Regions from separate parts of the Ovis aries genome. Here region 1 is linked to region 2. A link is a contact called in public Hi-C data. All regions are on one chromosome and are shown on one strand. Each heading gives the region's core, a stretch centred on a gene start, on an enhancer-like site or on the middle of the called end of the contact. The rest is flanking DNA. Distances are from core to core; before and after follow the strand shown. Region 1 overlaps LOC132657978 (a long non-coding RNA gene). Region 2 overlaps DDAH1 (dimethylarginine dimethylaminohydrolase 1).

What was found. Hi-C and Micro-C count contacts between places; a contact is called where the count stands out from the background.
Region 1: a Hi-C map of skin fibroblasts shows a contact between it and region 2, with 3 times the contacts expected there. The contact joins two enhancer-like sites. A contact is called at or near these places in 2 of 16 Hi-C or Micro-C datasets (skin fibroblasts and tail adipose tissue).

What each region holds. Positions count from the first base shown.
Region 1 is chr1:62,552,853-62,555,552 of ARS-UI_Ramb_v3.0, forward strand. All of the region lies in intron 2 of LOC132657978 (a long non-coding RNA gene), which reads right to left. It also overlaps the pseudogene LOC114116410. Among named protein-coding and RNA genes, the nearest start is that of DDAH1, 49 kb to the left of the region's middle. Within about 2 kb of position 1,254, at least 2 of the 54 cell types and tissues checked have an H3K27ac peak or open chromatin away from gene starts, as enhancers often do.
Region 2 is chr1:62,358,059-62,360,758 of ARS-UI_Ramb_v3.0, forward strand. It overlaps DDAH1 (dimethylarginine dimethylaminohydrolase 1), which reads right to left. Exons shown (of 6, transcript XM_004002150.5): 6 at 1-2,441. The coding sequence ends at 2,325. Among named protein-coding and RNA genes, the nearest start is that of TRNAG-CCC, 33 kb to the right of the region's middle. Within about 2 kb of position 1,428, at least 5 of the 54 cell types and tissues checked have an H3K27ac peak or open chromatin away from gene starts, as enhancers often do.

The DNA of each region.
Region 1 (2,700 bases), core at 4-2,503, 190 kb after region 2:
TTCAGAACGGACTGGTTGGATCTCCTTGCAGTCCAAGGGACTCTCAAGAGTCTTCTCCAACACCACAGTTCAAAAGCATCAATTCTTCGGCACTCAGCCTTCTTCACAGTCCAACTCTCACATCCATACATGACCACTGGGAAAACCATAGCCTTGACTAGACGGACCTTAGTCGGCAAAGTAATGTCTCTGCTCTTGAATATACTATCTAGGTTGGTCATAACTTTTCTTCCAAGGAGTAAGCGTCTTTTAATTTAATGGCTGCAGTCACCATCTGCAGTGATTTTGGAGCCCCCAAAAATAAAGTCTGACACTGTTTCCACTGTTTCCCCATCTATTTCCTATGAAGTGATGGGACCAGATGCCATGATCTTCGTTTTCTGAATGTTGAGCTTTAAGCCAATTTTTTCACTCTCCTCTTTCACTTTCATCAAGAGCCTTTTTAGTTGTGTCCAAATCTGCAACTCCACGTACTATAGCCTCTGTTCATAGGATTCTCCAGGCAGTAATGCTGGAGTGGGTTGCCGTTCCCTTCTCCAGGGGATCTTCCCAACCCAGGGATGGAACCTGGGTCTCCTGCATTGCTGGCAGATTCTTTACTATCAGAGCCACCAGGGAAGCCCCTCTTGTCTCCTGGAGCCATGTAAAATTTTCTACACAAATAGCAACTGCATGTGATTTAACCTAATACTTCAAGTCTTCATAGGGATGGGAAAACAACCTGATTTGTCTTCCTGCCATCATTCTGTACTAACACTAATATTATAAAACTAATATGACACACTATCTTCTTGCAGGTACTAACACTGAAGACATTCTTCATAGAAGAACCAAGGCTATTTATAGACATTGCTCACAGCTTGTACTTCTGCTTCATTAATTCAAAATAGAAGAAAAAATGATTCTTATACCAGAAATTTTTTTGGATATCACCAGTTTTAGGATTTAACATAAGAGAACAGCTCTGTGACACTGACAACTGTGGCTGCTTTCCCATGAGCTCAGGCCAGTGGACAGCTGGAAGGCCAGCCACCAACCCAATAACCTGCTGCACAAGAATCATAAACTCAAGGGCTTATTTTAGTGAAAGGTGTCAGCCAGTCCCTGAGGTAAAGAAACCGCAATGAACAACACTAAGAATGCAAAGAATGCCCACAGCTGATGAATTGTGCCCTTTATTGGTATATGACACACAGCCAGTGACCTAGGAAGCCACAGTATTTCCAAAGACAAAGGACTTTGGTGCTTAGTAACACTTTGAATATTTTTTTAAAAAGTGGTTCTTTTTACACCAATACTCCAGCATTCTATGCTACGAAAGGATTCTGAGTGTTCAGATGGTCCCAATTTTCTTTTTTACACTAAACATGATTCAGATGTTAGCAATGTTTCCATTTCCATTATAAAAGAAGCCTTAGGCAAGCTTTCTATTCTCATAAAATATGAGAATTTCCCAAGGAAATACAGATTTAAAGTATAATGTAAACATACATTTTAATGGAGCTACATAGTGACTGCAAACATTTGGATGATTTGGAAGTTTGTATATTAATATGAATGTTGTTGAATGCAATTTTAATCTAAATATGTCAGTTGCAAACTTAAGGCAGTCTCAGTTTTATATACAAAAAAAATTAAGACTACGGGAAACAGAGCTGGTGGCATTAGGCCTAGTAGGGTCTTGTGGCTAGGGATGAGGTAAGGATCATCCATGGGTTACGGCTGCCTTTCTAGACAGTCCAACAACTAAGTCACTAGTTTCCAGGGGCATTTGCACCACCTATGGAAAATGTCAGATCTGTGCACACCAGACAGATCTTTCACAACCCATCCCACCACCCCACTGCACAAAAGTTGCTGCACCAGCAGACAAAGAAGGCTGTTTCTTTTCATTACCAAATAGAGATACTATTCCTGTTAAAAAAAAAAAAAAAGAGCGCATAAAGTGTCTCTTCACAATATCATGACCAACTGAGACCACGGTAAGAAAGTCAGCTTGCCTAGATGAGGCCCCTTCTCTTCTTGGGTAGCCACGACTTGAAGGAGAGACTCTGACCTGTGCCACTGGTCAGTGACTAATTTTACACGTTGAACTGGTCCTGAGGAACTAAGCTGTCTTCTTCGTAAGTGAAGAACATTATCTTGTAGAATAGCACACTGGTGTGAGTCAGGGGCACACTCTGTGTGTGAAACAGACTGAGAAACAGCCAAATGAACTTATTAAAAGGATTTCTCCTCTTTTGCTTCTATTTGCCAGTGTTAGGGTTTTACTGGCTTGGATTGCCACCTTTTTCTAGTATCTTTTTTTCCCTATCCTGTTGGTCTCTTCTAATGGTTCCTAGAAGTCCCTCTTCTGACTCTTTATCAGAATCAAAAAGTGAGGAAGAAGAAAATGTTAATTACCTCAGTGAGAGTTCTGACAATGAGTGGAATTCCTTTGAAGAAGGGGACCCTATGGTACCCAACCTAACATCTCTTGATAGTCTTGTCTGGCAGGTTAAATACCATTTAAAAATATTCTACAACTTAGAAACCTTTCTATCCTAAATTCCTGGTTACACCATGCTAAACTCTTAGATGCTAGCACACCAGTCCATATACATGGAGAGATAGGTCTAAGACTCTTCCATTGATTCCACTATGTACCCAAACTGGAACCAATTTCTGAATGGCCTCCTCTAGCTTCTTGTGGAGTCCCAC
Region 2 (2,700 bases), core at 178-2,677:
AAAAGAGGAACCTATATAATGGGGTAATGGGTTGTCTTTCCTCTTCAAAGATACTATTATGCTGATGAGTACACAAAAGAAAGAATATCAGTATTCTGCAAGTATTTTAGGTTTTCACATCATCATATCACAGAGAGGGTCCAAAGAAGCCAGTCTTGTAGGTGATGGAACAGTGCAGAATAAGATTCTGTAGAAGAGGCACATAGATTCTAAGTGATTTCTTGAGACAAAGAGAATGAAAGATGGAAAGATGCAAAGAAAAAGAAAAGTGAAAACAGCCTTCTGTTAGAACAAACTGTTCAAAAGAAAAATTGATCCACTTTCAATTTACTAAACATAACAGAGAACAGTTCTTTAATTTGGAATGATAGAAATAAAGATATTGAAAATCATAAGCCAGTTAGCTTTACTAGTACGCCTGAAGTGGCTCATTGCATTCATTTTCCCGTGGCTGTTTTTGAGATGTTGAACTCTCCTGGGGAGGATTTCTGTTTTTGCCAGCATAGGGACAGATTTAACCCAAAAGGGCAGCTATAACTGCTGAGGACAGTTTTATTTATTAACTTGGCATGTGGATGACATTCATTCTCTCTGTGGCAAAAATATATTGTTCACCCATGATGAGACAGTTGGAAATATGACAGTGATCAAGATATGTTTTAGTCATAGGATGCATGAAATTAGATATTTGTATGATATGAATATTAAATTTAAGCAAAAAGAAAAAGAAGGAGGAGAAGGAATTTCTTCAAAGTCTGACGTAAAATCATCAAATAAAAAACATAGTGGTTAAGGATGTCTTGTATGCTCAGAGGTTTCTTACTTCCATTTGCTTAGGGGGAGAGAGAATAAATGAAGGTATTCTCTCTTGGTCACCAAACATAAAGAATGTCTGATTACAAACCTGTAGGTGAGCAGAGCAAGACTTGAAGTAGCATTTCTTAAACTCCCCGAATCTTAAGAAGCCAAAGGCAATATAGGAAAGGTGGAGATGACTGGGAAGTTTGATAACATGCCTGGATCAGTCACCATTCCTTGGAAAGTACCATTTCCCCGGGGTTGCTAAAAGGCTGATTCTTTCAGGTTTTAAGTAAAAGACAACTCTCTCTCCCTCTGCTGCAGCATTGTTATTTGTTAAGAGATTTGTGTCAGTTTAAGCTTGTGTAACGGGAAGGCTAGACAGGAAATAAATTTCCATTGAACTCCACGGTAAATGTTGGATATGTCAACGTAGAATTGTCCATTGTCTGCAGTTGGTTTCAAGCACCAAGCCTATCATTTCCTGAACATGCTCCAAATGGCTTGCACCAGCCCATCTACAGTCATTGTTAAATGTAATGACTCTTTTGAAAGGAATAACTCTGTAGATTAGGAAGAGTGCAGGGGCAGAAGCGTGGACGCAGGGTGAGTTTCAACCCGGGGGGGAATGAAAATGAGTCAAACGAAAAAAATTCAGTCTATTCCTCAAGGTCTGTAAATGGCCAGTAATGAAGCAAAAATTCATGGAATGTGACTTAAAGTCTTCCTGAAGTGTTGTACCCATGGAGTGTTTCCAAGCTTCTTGATCTGCAGTCCCCTAGCAACCATCTGATGCTGAATTCACCTTCCTAGGTGTGGTGCCCTACTTCTTCTGGAATTTAGATCTCTGGGGCAAACTCCATTGGGAATTGCCTCTGGGTAGTTAAGTCTCCCCTCAACAGCTGCTCTGATTTTCGTCACACTTCTGCTAAGGTGGACCCTTCTGGGGGTCAGTGGTGTGACGGCAGAAGATGCAGCCGTGAGGCAGAGAAGACTAATGAGAGACAAAGTCCGCTTGCAGGAAGGCGTGGCGAAGGCGGGACCCCAGATTCTAAGGTCAAGGTGACAGCGAAGTAGGAAAAGAAGAAAAAAGAGAGAAGAGGAGAGGATCCCTGGACAGGGAATTTCACAGGAGCCAGAGATGATTCATGACAAACAGAAAGAAAACCCAGTTTATCTGACTGATCAAGAAGACATTCGTCGGCATATATTGGCAACTAAATGATTTTCACACAGATAATACAAACACTAAAACAAGTGTTTCCTTACTAGTATTAATCACGTTTCAATAATTCATTAGCTCTATATTTTCTAGATTGCTTAACTCGTTGAGCAAATCCACAGTTTAGGTACCACTGTGAGGGGAGGGGGTGGGCGAGGTGCAGAAGGAAGGAATGAAACTTAGAATTGTAAACCAGGGTTAGTGGCACAGTGGCACAGGAGATTGTCAATGAAAACGACAGGAGTGGGTACAGTTACCGGCCTTAGGAGTGCAGTACTGCCGGATACAAGGGAGGGACTGTGACTCAGGAGTCTGCTTTCTTGTTAATTAAAACCGAGCAGCAGGTCAGCAGCCCGTCCACCTTTTCCAGTTCAGAATTGCTCACGGGGATCAGCATATGGTCCTTCAGCTTTTCATAAACCTGTAGGAGGAATCAAGGAAAAGCAGAGAAGGTTCAGTTTCTGCCTCTGTTTTCCCCGGCCCTCCAGCCCCAGCCCCAGCCCCCTCCCCCAACCCCCTCTGCCTGGGATAGATAATGCATTTAGCTCGTGAGTTCAGGCTTTTCATACATGGAACCCCAAGGCATGCATGTCACTGAGACCACACCCATGCCCACAGCGAAACCCATAAAGCGAGCAGCACTGGTTAACCACTAGCTCTCTGCTCTAACCTCAAAGCCA